Regions from separate parts of the Sus scrofa genome. Here region 2 is linked to region 1. The links are chromatin contacts, called in public Hi-C maps. All regions are on one chromosome and are shown on one strand. Each heading gives the region's core, a stretch centred on a gene start, on an enhancer-like site or on the middle of the called end of the contact. The rest is flanking DNA. Distances are from core to core; before and after follow the strand shown. Region 1 has its middle 26 kb from the start of ISG12(A). Region 2 has its middle 25 kb from the start of SERPINA1.

Region 1 (5,472 bases), core at 954-3,453:
GTGGTGTGGGAGCAGGGGTGTGCCGTCTGGAGCCCACAGCTCTTAGTTCAAGTCCAGTTCTGCCCCCACCTGCCTCCATGGCCTTGGGAAAGCTGCTGGAGCCTGGTTTCCTCAACTAGAAAACCGTGTCGTGCTATTTCACTTCTCGGTGGGACAAAAGGAACGTGAGGGGTAACCAGACATGGCCAGATGGGAGATGGAGAAGATACAGTGTCGGAGAAGAGCAGGAAACGGATCAGTGCTCCTTCTGCTGCCCTGTGTCAAGTCCGCCCAGCCCATCTCTTCCCCAGTGGCCAAGACCTGCTGACCAAAGGCAGACAAAGAGCACGTGGCTCCCATCCTGCCTGCAGAAATCTGAACATTCAACCAACACAATGGAAAGAGAAGCCGCAGAGCTTGGGGCCATGAAGGTCCCCGCTTCCTCCAGGAGAACTGGTGGGTTTTCGGCCTGTTCCCAGATCACAGAGCATCCCATGTATGGTACCTGGAGACCCAAGGCTGAGGTCGGCCAGGGAGTGGAAGAACCTCAGAGCAGCCTTATGCTCCAGGTTGCAAAGCAGAAGGCTGGGGAGCTCTCCCAGGCTGTCTCGAGGCCTTGCCTGCAGGTGGATGAGAGACATTCCTGTTACACTGGGTTTTCTATTAAGCAGGCGTCTTGATATAACCTGAAAGTGAGGGTTCTTGACCTATGTTTCAAAATTCTCCAGCAATGCTGGGAAATGGACTGCGTCACACTCGACAAAATTCCATTCAAGTAATTACCCAGGGAGAATTATTCTAATTGCACAGATGTAAGTGCTCCATTTCGTGGGTTTAAAAATACCCACTTTCCAGGGCTGTGGGGAGCATTAAATGAGATAAGGCGTGGATGGCTCTTGGCAGAGGGCTTGTGTTATTCATCTTTTCCCTGCAATCTTGCAGATGAATTGAAAGCTTCAGTCTGACCCAGAGGCCTCGTCCTTGACCTCAGCCCTGGCAGCTGCATTTTGATGGCTCTGCTAATCAAAGGTCTAGTTCACAGTCATGGCGTCCCAGGCCCTGATCCTAAAAGCCCCGACTCATGGCGGATGGAATTTTTTGCTTTTGTTTTTGTTTTTTCTGACAAAGCTCTTCTATTTTTTTGCTGAAACCACAGGCAGCCTGGCCCTCTGTGCTTTCTGCAGCTGAAACTGATCCCTTGAGGAAATCAAGTTAAAGAAGCGCTTGCAGACACTAGTTTTAAATGCTCCTACATGTGCATTCAAAACCCAGGGACTATACAAGCCAACATGTAAGATAAATAGTACATATTGAGTACACACTGACCAGGTGTGGGAGATGGATTTATTGGCCCCGATTCTTCACCCTCCCTGTATCCACACCCTTGCCAAGGCCTCATTTAGGCAGGGTAATTCCACACCCCCAGATCTGGGGCTTGACCATGTGACTTGCTTTGGCCAATGGGATGGAATAGAAGTGACGTCACGCCAGTCCCTAGGTCTTAAGAAGCTTCACATGTTTCTGCCAGCTACGGAAAGAACTTCCCCTGTGCACCTGCTGTCCCATCAAGCTGGACTCCAGACTGAACCCACGTGGGTCAGAGCCTCACCAACTGCACACAGATCATTAGGGAATCTTAAAGCAGAGTCATCCAGCCCAGCCCAGCCTCAAATAACAGAACTGCCCCAGCCTGCCTGGAGAACCAAAAGAAAAGAAAAGAAAAGAAAGGAAAGAAGAAGAAGAAGAAAAAAAAGGCTGTTGCTTTAAGCCACTGTGTTTGGGGATAGTTTATTATGCAGACTTCTTGTGGCCGAAGCAAACCAATATACCACGTGATGAAATTGAAAAAATAAAAGGGGAGGAAAAGAAATTAGGAGGGAGAAAAAGGAGAGCAGGAAAGAGGGGGAAGGTGAGATGTCCTTACAAAGTGTGAGCTCGTTCTGGCTGAAGACGAACATGGCCTGTCAGGTGCTCTCGGCTCCAGGCGCCCAAAGCAGTAACTATGTACCTTGGTGCCACAGAGCCTGGTTGTAGCAGCTGCACGTCATCCTAGGAAGCTGAGTAGAAGAAGCCCAGAGGAAGCAGAGTTCACAGGGAGACAGAAAAGGGACTGCAGAGCTAGGGACACGTAGGACCAAGGATCAACAAGGCCCACATCTGCATTCCAGGTGAGAGAAGATTGGGGATCAGATATATGTTACTGAGACTCAAGCCCAGCTTAGGAAGGCAGGACAGGGCTGATCAGAACATTAGCCTTGGACCGAGGCAGGCAAGGGAGACCCAGAACTAAGCCCATTTCCTCTGGGTGAGGGTGGGGCAGGGACAAGGCAGGTGCCAAGTGTTAAGAGAAAGGCACTTAAGTGTAGGAAGGAGTCAAATGGGAAGAGAAGTGTTTTAGTTAGGGTTCCCCAGAAAAACAGAATCAAATGGATGGATAGATAGAATAGAATAGAAAGAAAGATAGACAGATATATAGATATGTAGATAGACACACAGATACATAGATGGAATAGATAAATACTTAGATCTATACATACATACATAAAAAGAATAGATACTTATATAGAATAGAAAGATAGATACACAGATACATAGATAGATATACAGATAGGATATATAGATGCATAGATACTTAGATACATAGAAAGAACAGATACATAGATACACACATACATACATAGCATAGAATAGATACATAGATACATAGAATAGAAAGATAGATACATGGAGTTCCCGTCCTGGCGCAGTGGTTAACGAATCCGACTAGGAACCATGAACCATGAGGTTGCGGGTTCAGTCCCTGCCCTTGCTCAGTGGGTTAACGATCCGGCGTTGCCGCGAGCTGTGGTGTAGGTTGCAGACGCGGCTCGGATCCCACGTTGCTGTGGCTCTGGCATAGGCCAGTGGCTGTGGCTCCAATTCGACCCCTAGCCTGGGAACCTCCATATGCCGCGGGAACGGCCCAAAGAAATAGCAAAAAGACAAAAAAAAAAAAAAAAAAAAAAAAAAAAAAAAAGAAAGATAGATACATACATACATAGAAGAAAGATAGATACATAGATACATAGAATAGAAAGATAGATTGATTGATTGATTTGAGAAATTGGCTCACATGACTATGGAGGCCAAAAAGCCTGAGGATCTGCCATCTATAAGCTGGAGACCCAGGGGAGCTGGTAGTGGGTTCAGTCTGAGTCTGAGGCCTGAGAGGCAAGAGCACCAGAGTCAGGGCAGGAGAAGGTGGCTGTCTCAGCTCAAGCAGAGACTTGAACATGACCTTCCTTTGCCTTTTGTGTTCTATTTAAGCCCCTGGCAGGTTAGATGGTGTTCACCCATGTTGGGGAAGTTTCTTTACTCTGTCTACCAATTCAAATGTTCATCTCTTCTTCTCAACTGAGAAACCTTCACAGACACCCCCAGAAAATGTTTTACCCCTCTATCTGACCTCCCTTAGCCCAGTCAGGTTGACCCATAAAATTAGCCATCATACAGAGGTGCCCGGTGGTTGCATTTGGGGGACTTGTCACGTGTGGGTTACTCGCCTATTGGAGTGGGTTGAATGGCAGCCCCCCAAAGATGCATCCATGTCCCGACCCCTGGAATCTATGACTATGACCTTGTTTAGTAAAAAGGTCTTTGCAGGGAGTTCCCATAGTGGCTCAGTGGGTTAAGAACCTGATGATGTCTCTATGCAAAATTCCTGGCTTCACTCAGTGGGTTAAGGATCCAATACTGCCACAAGCTACAGCATAAGTCCCAGGTGGGGCTTGGATCCATGTTGCTGTGGCTGCAGCTCCAATTTGATCCCTAGCCTGGGAACTTCCATATGCCACAGGGGGGGCCCTTATTTAAAAAAAAAAAAAAAAGTCTGCAGAGTTCAAGATCTGAAGATGAGATCATCCTATAGGATCCAGATCAGCCCTAAAACCAATAACAAGTGTCCTTAAGAGAGAGAAAAGAGGGGAGTCCCCTGGTGGCTCAGTGTGTTAGGGATCCAGCATCGTCAACCTTGTGGCTGGGGTCACTGCTGTGCTACAGGTTTGAGGATTTGAGTCCAGGCCCTTCTACCTGTGGCCAATATTAAAAGGGGGGCTGGGGGAGAGAGGCCACGTTGTAATAGGGAAGAAGCTTTGTATTCTATTACAAGTTAATCACTAAAGGAGTGTTGCCTCTATGCTTAAATTACACACAATGGCCCATCTGTGGGAACCCTGCCTAGAGGTAATGAGAGTCAAGCTAAAATACCTTTGTTTAGCTGACAGGAAACATTCTAACCAAGCCCGCCTAATGGTTGCAGGAAAGAAGAAATTAACACACCCTCTCTGGAGTCTGGCCTGAACCAGGACTCTCGCCCTCTCCCCTTTTAGGATCAAAGAAGCCTGAATTCTAGCTCAGGGAAGACGGCTCTTTGGGACACCAGTCTACCATCGCCTTGGTCTGGCTTTCTGAATAGAGCCAGCAGTCCTTGCCCTAACAACTTGTCTCTTGATTAATTGGCCCATCGTGTGTTGTGCAGTAAGAGCTTGGACTCAATCAGGATGTGAAGATGAAGGCAGGGATGGCAGGGCTGAAGCCACAAGCCAAGAAAAACCTCGAGCCCCATCTCGAAACTGGAAGAGGCTGTGAAGACTGTGCCTGGAGCCTGATGCCACCTTGATTTCAGACTCTTGGTCCCTGGGACTGTAAGAGAGTACATTTTTTTTTTTAAGCCACAAGGTTTGTACAATTTGTTATGGCAGCCCGCTGAAGCTGATAGACCCCTCCACCCTGTGTCACAGTAGAGTCAGCTACCGATGAGAACGTTCCCCCAAAACACCTCTCGGAAAAGAATCCCTTCATACATGAGCACGTCTCATCCTGGTGTCACCTCATGCCTCTTGGAATGGTTATTATCAAAAAGACAAAATAGCAACTGTTGGCGAGGATGTGGAGAAAAGGGAACCCTCATGAACTATTGATGGGAATGCAAATTGGGGTGCAGCCACTGTAGAAAACAATGAGAGAATTCCTCAAAAAATTCAGACTAGACCCATATGATCAAACCATCCCATTTCTAGGTATTTATCCAAATGTGAAAAGATACATGGACCCCCCTACGTTCATTGCAGCATTATTTACAGTAGCCAAGATATGGAAGCAACCTAAGTGCCCGTTAAGGGATGAATGCATAAAGAATGCATAGTGTTGGGAGTTCCCCGTACTGGTGCGACTAGGAACCGTGAGGTTACGGGTTTGATCCCCGGCCTTGCTCAGTGGGTTAAAGAACTGGCGTTGCTGTGGCTGTGGTGTAGGTCGGCGGCCACAGCTCTGATTAGACTCCTAACCTGGGAACCTCCATACGCCACGGATTTGGCCCTAAAAGGACAAAAGACAAAAAAAAAAAAAAAAAAAAAAAAGAATACATGGTGTTATTTGCCTTCTCTGATTTACTTCACTTAGTATGAGAGTTTCTAGTATGATATCACTTATATCTGGACTCTAATACACGGCACA
Region 2 (5,472 bases), core at 1,415-3,914, 260 kb before region 1:
TGGAAAATAGGTCAGAAGAAACTTCCAGAATACAGGATGAAGAGATAAAAGGATGAAAGATATACAGAGGGACAGGGGACATAAATAGTATCATGAGAAATTCTAAGGTACGTATAACCAAAATACAGAGAAGAGAGAATGGGCAGAAGTTAGCTTCAATAATGCCTATGAATTTTCCAGAACTGATGAAAGGCATCACCTTCAAAATTCAAGATACGTAATAAATCCCAAGGGGAGTTAACTTTTTTTTAAAGAAAAGACATTAAAACAGAGGCACAGCATCATTTTTTAACTGCAGAAAATCAAAGACAGAGATACTTTTTCAAACATCCCAGGTAGTGAGGCTGTACTATCTTTGAAAGGATAGCACACTGACCTCTGATGTTTCAAGGACAACCATGCAAAACCAGAAGACAGTGAGAATAAAGCATGAAATGAAAATAACTGGTAATGAAGAAAGTAGAATTCCACAACCAGCAAAAATATCCTTCTAGGATGAAGGTGAAACCAAATGTTTTCAGATGAGTAAAAGCAGAAAGAATGTGTCAATAGCAGACATCATTACAGGAAAGTCTAAAGGAAGAATGTACCTAAGTATTGGCTGCATACAACAATCATCACAATTGCACAAGATTTGGAAGGACTCTTGTTGTTCCCGCTGTGGCGCAGTGGGTTAAGAATACGACTGCAGCAGCTCTGGTCATTGCGGAGGCATGGGTGTGATCCCCATCCTGGCGCAGCGGTTGAAGGATCAGACGTTGCCATAGATGTGGGTTGGATTCAATCCCTGGCCCAGGAACTTCTGTACACTGCATGTGCATTATTAAAAAAGCAGAGAGAGAGAGATTTATATAGAATCTAAAATGCACAACGACAACAGCTTGTACATTAGGAGAGAGGCAGGTGAAATTAAGGTGTTCTAAGGCTCTCATCTTTACCAGGAGGAGGGTCAAAATACCAATTAGCATTATATCATGATAAATCAAAGAATGCGTGCTGTGCTTTGTAGAGCAAGCACTAAGAGAAAAATAAAAGTTTTTATCTTCCAATCTAGCTGAGAAAAATGAAATAATAAAAATCTCAGTCCTAAATAGGGCAAGAAAGGAAAGGAAAAGGACTATTAAGTAGGAAAAAATAGAAAGCACATATAAAATAGTAAATTTAAATCCTAATAGAGCAGTATTCCATTCGATGTAAGTGGGATAAATAGAGATATAAGTAGAATAAATTTGGCACATGTGAAATCTGAGTTCTAAGTCTAGGGAGTGATGGAGAGAGAAACAAGAATGTTTTACCAAATCTTCCTAAGTCAGTGCCTGGGAGCATGTTAAACTCACAGCTGCAGCTTGCATACTAGGAGAGAGAATTCATGGACACCTGACACAGGTGCCAGGACCCAGCCTGGGCTTGGTCACAGATAGTGGTAGAACCCTCGTTCCAAGAACCCCTTATCCAAGCAGCCACTAGGTGGCGCAAAACCCAGGGAAGTGAAGCAAGAACTAGCCCTGGGGCCAGCCCGTGTGGCAGCTAAAAATGAAACATCAGGTTAGTAAAAGAGACATGACCTAGGGAGGAGGAAGAAAACAGAAACCAGAATCCACGGGAGCAGCCAGAAAAGTAGGCAGCATGTAGAAGGAAATGGAAAAACTTGGGAATTAGACTCGAACTACAATGACTCAATCAGAGAGGAGATGCTGTGAATGCGATTTAATGGACATCAAACTGGGGTGATCACAAAATGAGGCTGATGTCTGACTTTGTGAATACATGGAAACACGCCGGGAAGGCTTAGTCCTGGGTAATGGTGACGGTTGCTGTGATTAGAATGAGAGGAGGAAGAGGATAAAATATAATACCCAAATGGCACCATGCCTTCTCTCCTGCACATTCATTTTAACAAACCCACCCAGAGTATAAAGGAATAACATTCATCACGTGGAAAGTGCATTGTTATCCTTGAAATGCTGCCAGCTGTTCTATCATTATGTGCCTTAATCACCCAGAGCATTATTCCCCTTTGATTACAGAAAAGGAAACAGGCTCAGAGTGGGGAAGTGACGTGCTTGAAGCTGCCCAGGAAACCCATACTCGGATTTATGTCTTTTCATAGCTTTCCGTTTCTTTTTGTCGCAGAAGGGACTTGCATACGTCAGAAGACTCAACATTGTGATGATGTCAGTTCCACCAAATTGATGTATAGATCCAGTGCAACTGCAAAAAATAAAATAAAATGCTACCATGTGACACCAAAAGAACAATCCAGAGAGAATAAGTGAATTCAGTGGAAATTCGTCAAAATTAAGAACTTCTCCCTTTGAACAATACTGTGAACTGAGTGAAAAGACAAGACACCATTTGGGGACAATATTTGAAAATCACATATCTATAAAGCACTTGTCTTCTGCATAAGAACCCTCAATACTGAATAATGAGAAAACAAAAATAATCTCAGTTAAAAATATGGGCCAAAAGGAATTCCTACTGTGGCTCAGTGCATTAAGAATCCGACTACTGTGGCTCTGGTCACTGCGGAGGCAAGAGTTTGATCCCTGCCCCAGTCCAGTGGGTTAAAGGATCCAGCATTGCCATGGCTACAGTGTAGATCACAGCTATGGCTCAGATTTCAGTCTCTGGCCTGGGAACTTCCCTATGCCATGGGTGCTGCCATAAAGGCATTTCACCAAAGAAGATACACATGTGCTGGGAGTTTCCTGGTGGTCTAGCAGGTAAGGATTTGTGTGGTCATTACTGTGGCTCAGGTTTAATCCTTGGCCCAGGAACTTCAGCATGCTGCAGGCATGGCCATTAAAAAAAAAAAAAAGTACACAGATGCTAATTGAAAGAAATCAGACCCAAAAGAGGTCTATCATGTGTAATTCTATTTATAAAAATCCTAGAAGATGCAAAGTAATCTGTAGTGAGAGCAAGCAGATCAGTTACTGCCTGACCATGTGAAAGATGAAGGTGGACGTGCAATGACACTGGGTCCCTTGGGGCAGGGAGTTATGTTCTTATTCATTATCTTGATGGTCATTCCCATCCCACCCTGTTATGCTCCATTCAAAACATTAATTTACCCTCAAAGGTCATAAGCCTCCTGACTTCTAACAGCCCAGATTAGTAAGAGCAGCTTTGAACTTTACCTAAATGGAATGACACAACACATAACTTTTTATGTCAAGCTTCTTTCATTCAATATTACATGTATGAGATTTATCTATGCTGCCGTAAGTCTGACCTAGTTAACCCTCTACTGAAACAAAACCACAACGCTTCTCAGAGAAATATAACAAAACCCAAAGTCTTCACACTATAATGCTCACAATGTCCAGGATTCAATCCAAATTTACTCAAAACACAAAGAGCCAATAACTCTTTTTTAAATTCTATTAGAGTATGATTAACTTACAATATTGTGTTAGCTTCAGATGTGTAGTAAAGTGTTCATCAACAAAGGAGTGAATAAAGAAGATGTGGTAATATATATGATGGAATATTACTCAGCCATTAAAAAGACTGAAAGAAGGCCATTTGCAGCAACATGGACGGACATAGAGATGAGCATGCTGAATAAGTCAGACAGAGAAAGACAAATCTCATAGGAGGTCATTAATATGTGGAACCTAATAGAAATACTACAAAAGAACTTATTCACAAAACAGAAACAGACTCAAGTCCGTTTCCATATGGGCCATTACAGAGCTCTGAGTAGATTTCCCTGTGCTATACTGTAGGTACTAGTTATCCATCGATTTTGTATATAGTAGTGTGTGTATGCCAGTCCCAACCTCCCAATTTATCCCTCCCTCCAACATTTCCCCTTTGGTAACCATAGTTTTGTTTTGAAATCTTTGAGTCTGTTTCTGTTTTGTGAATATGTTCTTTTGTGTTATTTCTATTAGGTTCCACATGTTAATGACCTCATATGAGATTTGTCTTTCTCTGTCTGACTTATTTAGCATGCTCACCTCTATGTCCATCCATGTTGCTGCAAATGGCCTTCTTTCAGTCTTTTTAATGGCTGAGTAATATTCCATCATATATATTACCACATCTTCTTTATTCAATCCTTTGTTGATGAACACTCAGGTTGCTTCCATGTCTTGGCTATTGCTATGAACACTGGGGTGTCTGTACCCTTTTGAATTATTGTTTTCTCAAGATATTTGCCCAGGAGTAGGATTGCTGGATGGTATGGTAGTTCTATACTTAGTGTTTTATTTTGTTTGCTTTTTAGGGCTGCACCTGAGGCATATGGAAGTTCGCAGGCTAGGAATTGAATCAGAGGTGCAGCTGCCAGCCTACACCACAGCCACAACAACATGGGATCCAAGCTGTATCTGCAATCTACACCACAACTCACAGCAATGAGGGATCCTTAACCCCTGAGGAAGGCCAAGGATCGAACCTGCATCTTGACGGATACTAGTTGGGTTTGTTAGCACTGAGCCACAATGGAAACTCCTATATTTAGATTTTTAAGGAACTTCTATACTGTTTTCCATAGTGGTTGCACCACTTTACATTCCCACCAACAGTGTAGGAGGGGTCCCTTTTCTCCACACCTTCTCCAGCATTGCCAATGATTTTAAAACAGCTGACATAATTATGTTCACTGAGGAAAATGACAATTTGCCCCCCAAAGAATGAAAAACAGGAAATTTCAGGAATGAGAGAGAGTGTGTGTGTGTATAAGAAATAACCAAATGAAAATTTTAGTACTGAAAAATGCATTATCTAAAAAATAAAAATTCACCAAATGACCTTAAGAGCAGAATGGAAAGGATGAAGAAATAAGCATATGTAACTTGAAGATCTATCAATAGAATTATCCATTCTGATGAAAAGAAAAGAGATTGAAAAAGTGTCAGGCTCAGGAAACTTTGTTACAATGTCAAAAAATTTCAGATATCAAAAATTGGAGTACCAGAAGCATAAGAGAGAGAAAATGGAGTAGAAAGTATATAATGGCCCAAACTTCCAAACTTTGGCAGAAGTCATGAATGTACAGATTCAAGAATCTCAATGAACTTGAAATGGGATAAGTAAGACTAAAAAAGAAATAAATAAATCATGCCTAGGTACATGACAGTCCAACAGCTGCCAAAAACCAAAATTAGAGAGAAAACCTTGAAACTGGCCAGAAACAAAATGATATATCATAACAGTACGAATTTTCACAGACATCTCGTCAGAATAAGAAGACAATAGAATAGCATCTTTACCGTGCTGAAAGAAAAGAATGATCAGCCCAGAATTATAGAGAAAATGTCCTTCAAGAAAAAAGGCAAATGATGAAAATTTCTGAAAAGGAAAAACGAAAACTGTTCACTGCCACCAGAAACTACAGAAAATTCTTCAGATGATACTGAGGGAAACTGGATCTTCAGGAACAGATGAGGAAGTTCTAAACTTGTAAATAAATGGGTAACATAAAAAGCTATTTTTTTTCCCTCAAGGTCTTCAAAATAG

Evidence for each region. Hi-C and Micro-C count contacts between places; a contact is called where the count stands out from the background.
Region 2: a Hi-C map of omental adipose tissue shows a contact between it and region 1, with 2.3 times the contacts expected there. The contact joins two enhancer-like sites. A contact is called at or near these places in 1 of 5 promoter capture datasets (liver), 20 of 47 Hi-C or Micro-C datasets (alveolar macrophages, embryonic fibroblasts, fetal heart ventricle and 10 more) and 1 of 2 datasets of contacts at active chromatin or transcription factors (skeletal muscle).

The regions. Positions count from the first base shown.
Region 1 is chr7:115,379,427-115,384,898 of Sscrofa11.1, reverse strand. No RefSeq gene overlaps it. Among named protein-coding and RNA genes, the nearest start is that of ISG12(A), 26 kb to the right of the region's middle. Within about 2 kb of position 2,203, at least 6 of the 83 cell types and tissues checked have an H3K27ac peak or open chromatin away from gene starts, as enhancers often do. A contact at or near this core is called in omental adipose tissue, where this site is marked.
Region 2 is chr7:115,638,998-115,644,469 of Sscrofa11.1, reverse strand. No RefSeq gene overlaps it. Among named protein-coding and RNA genes, the nearest start is that of SERPINA1, 25 kb to the right of the region's middle. Within about 2 kb of position 2,664, at least 2 of the 83 cell types and tissues checked have an H3K27ac peak or open chromatin away from gene starts, as enhancers often do. A contact at or near this core is called in omental adipose tissue, where this site is marked.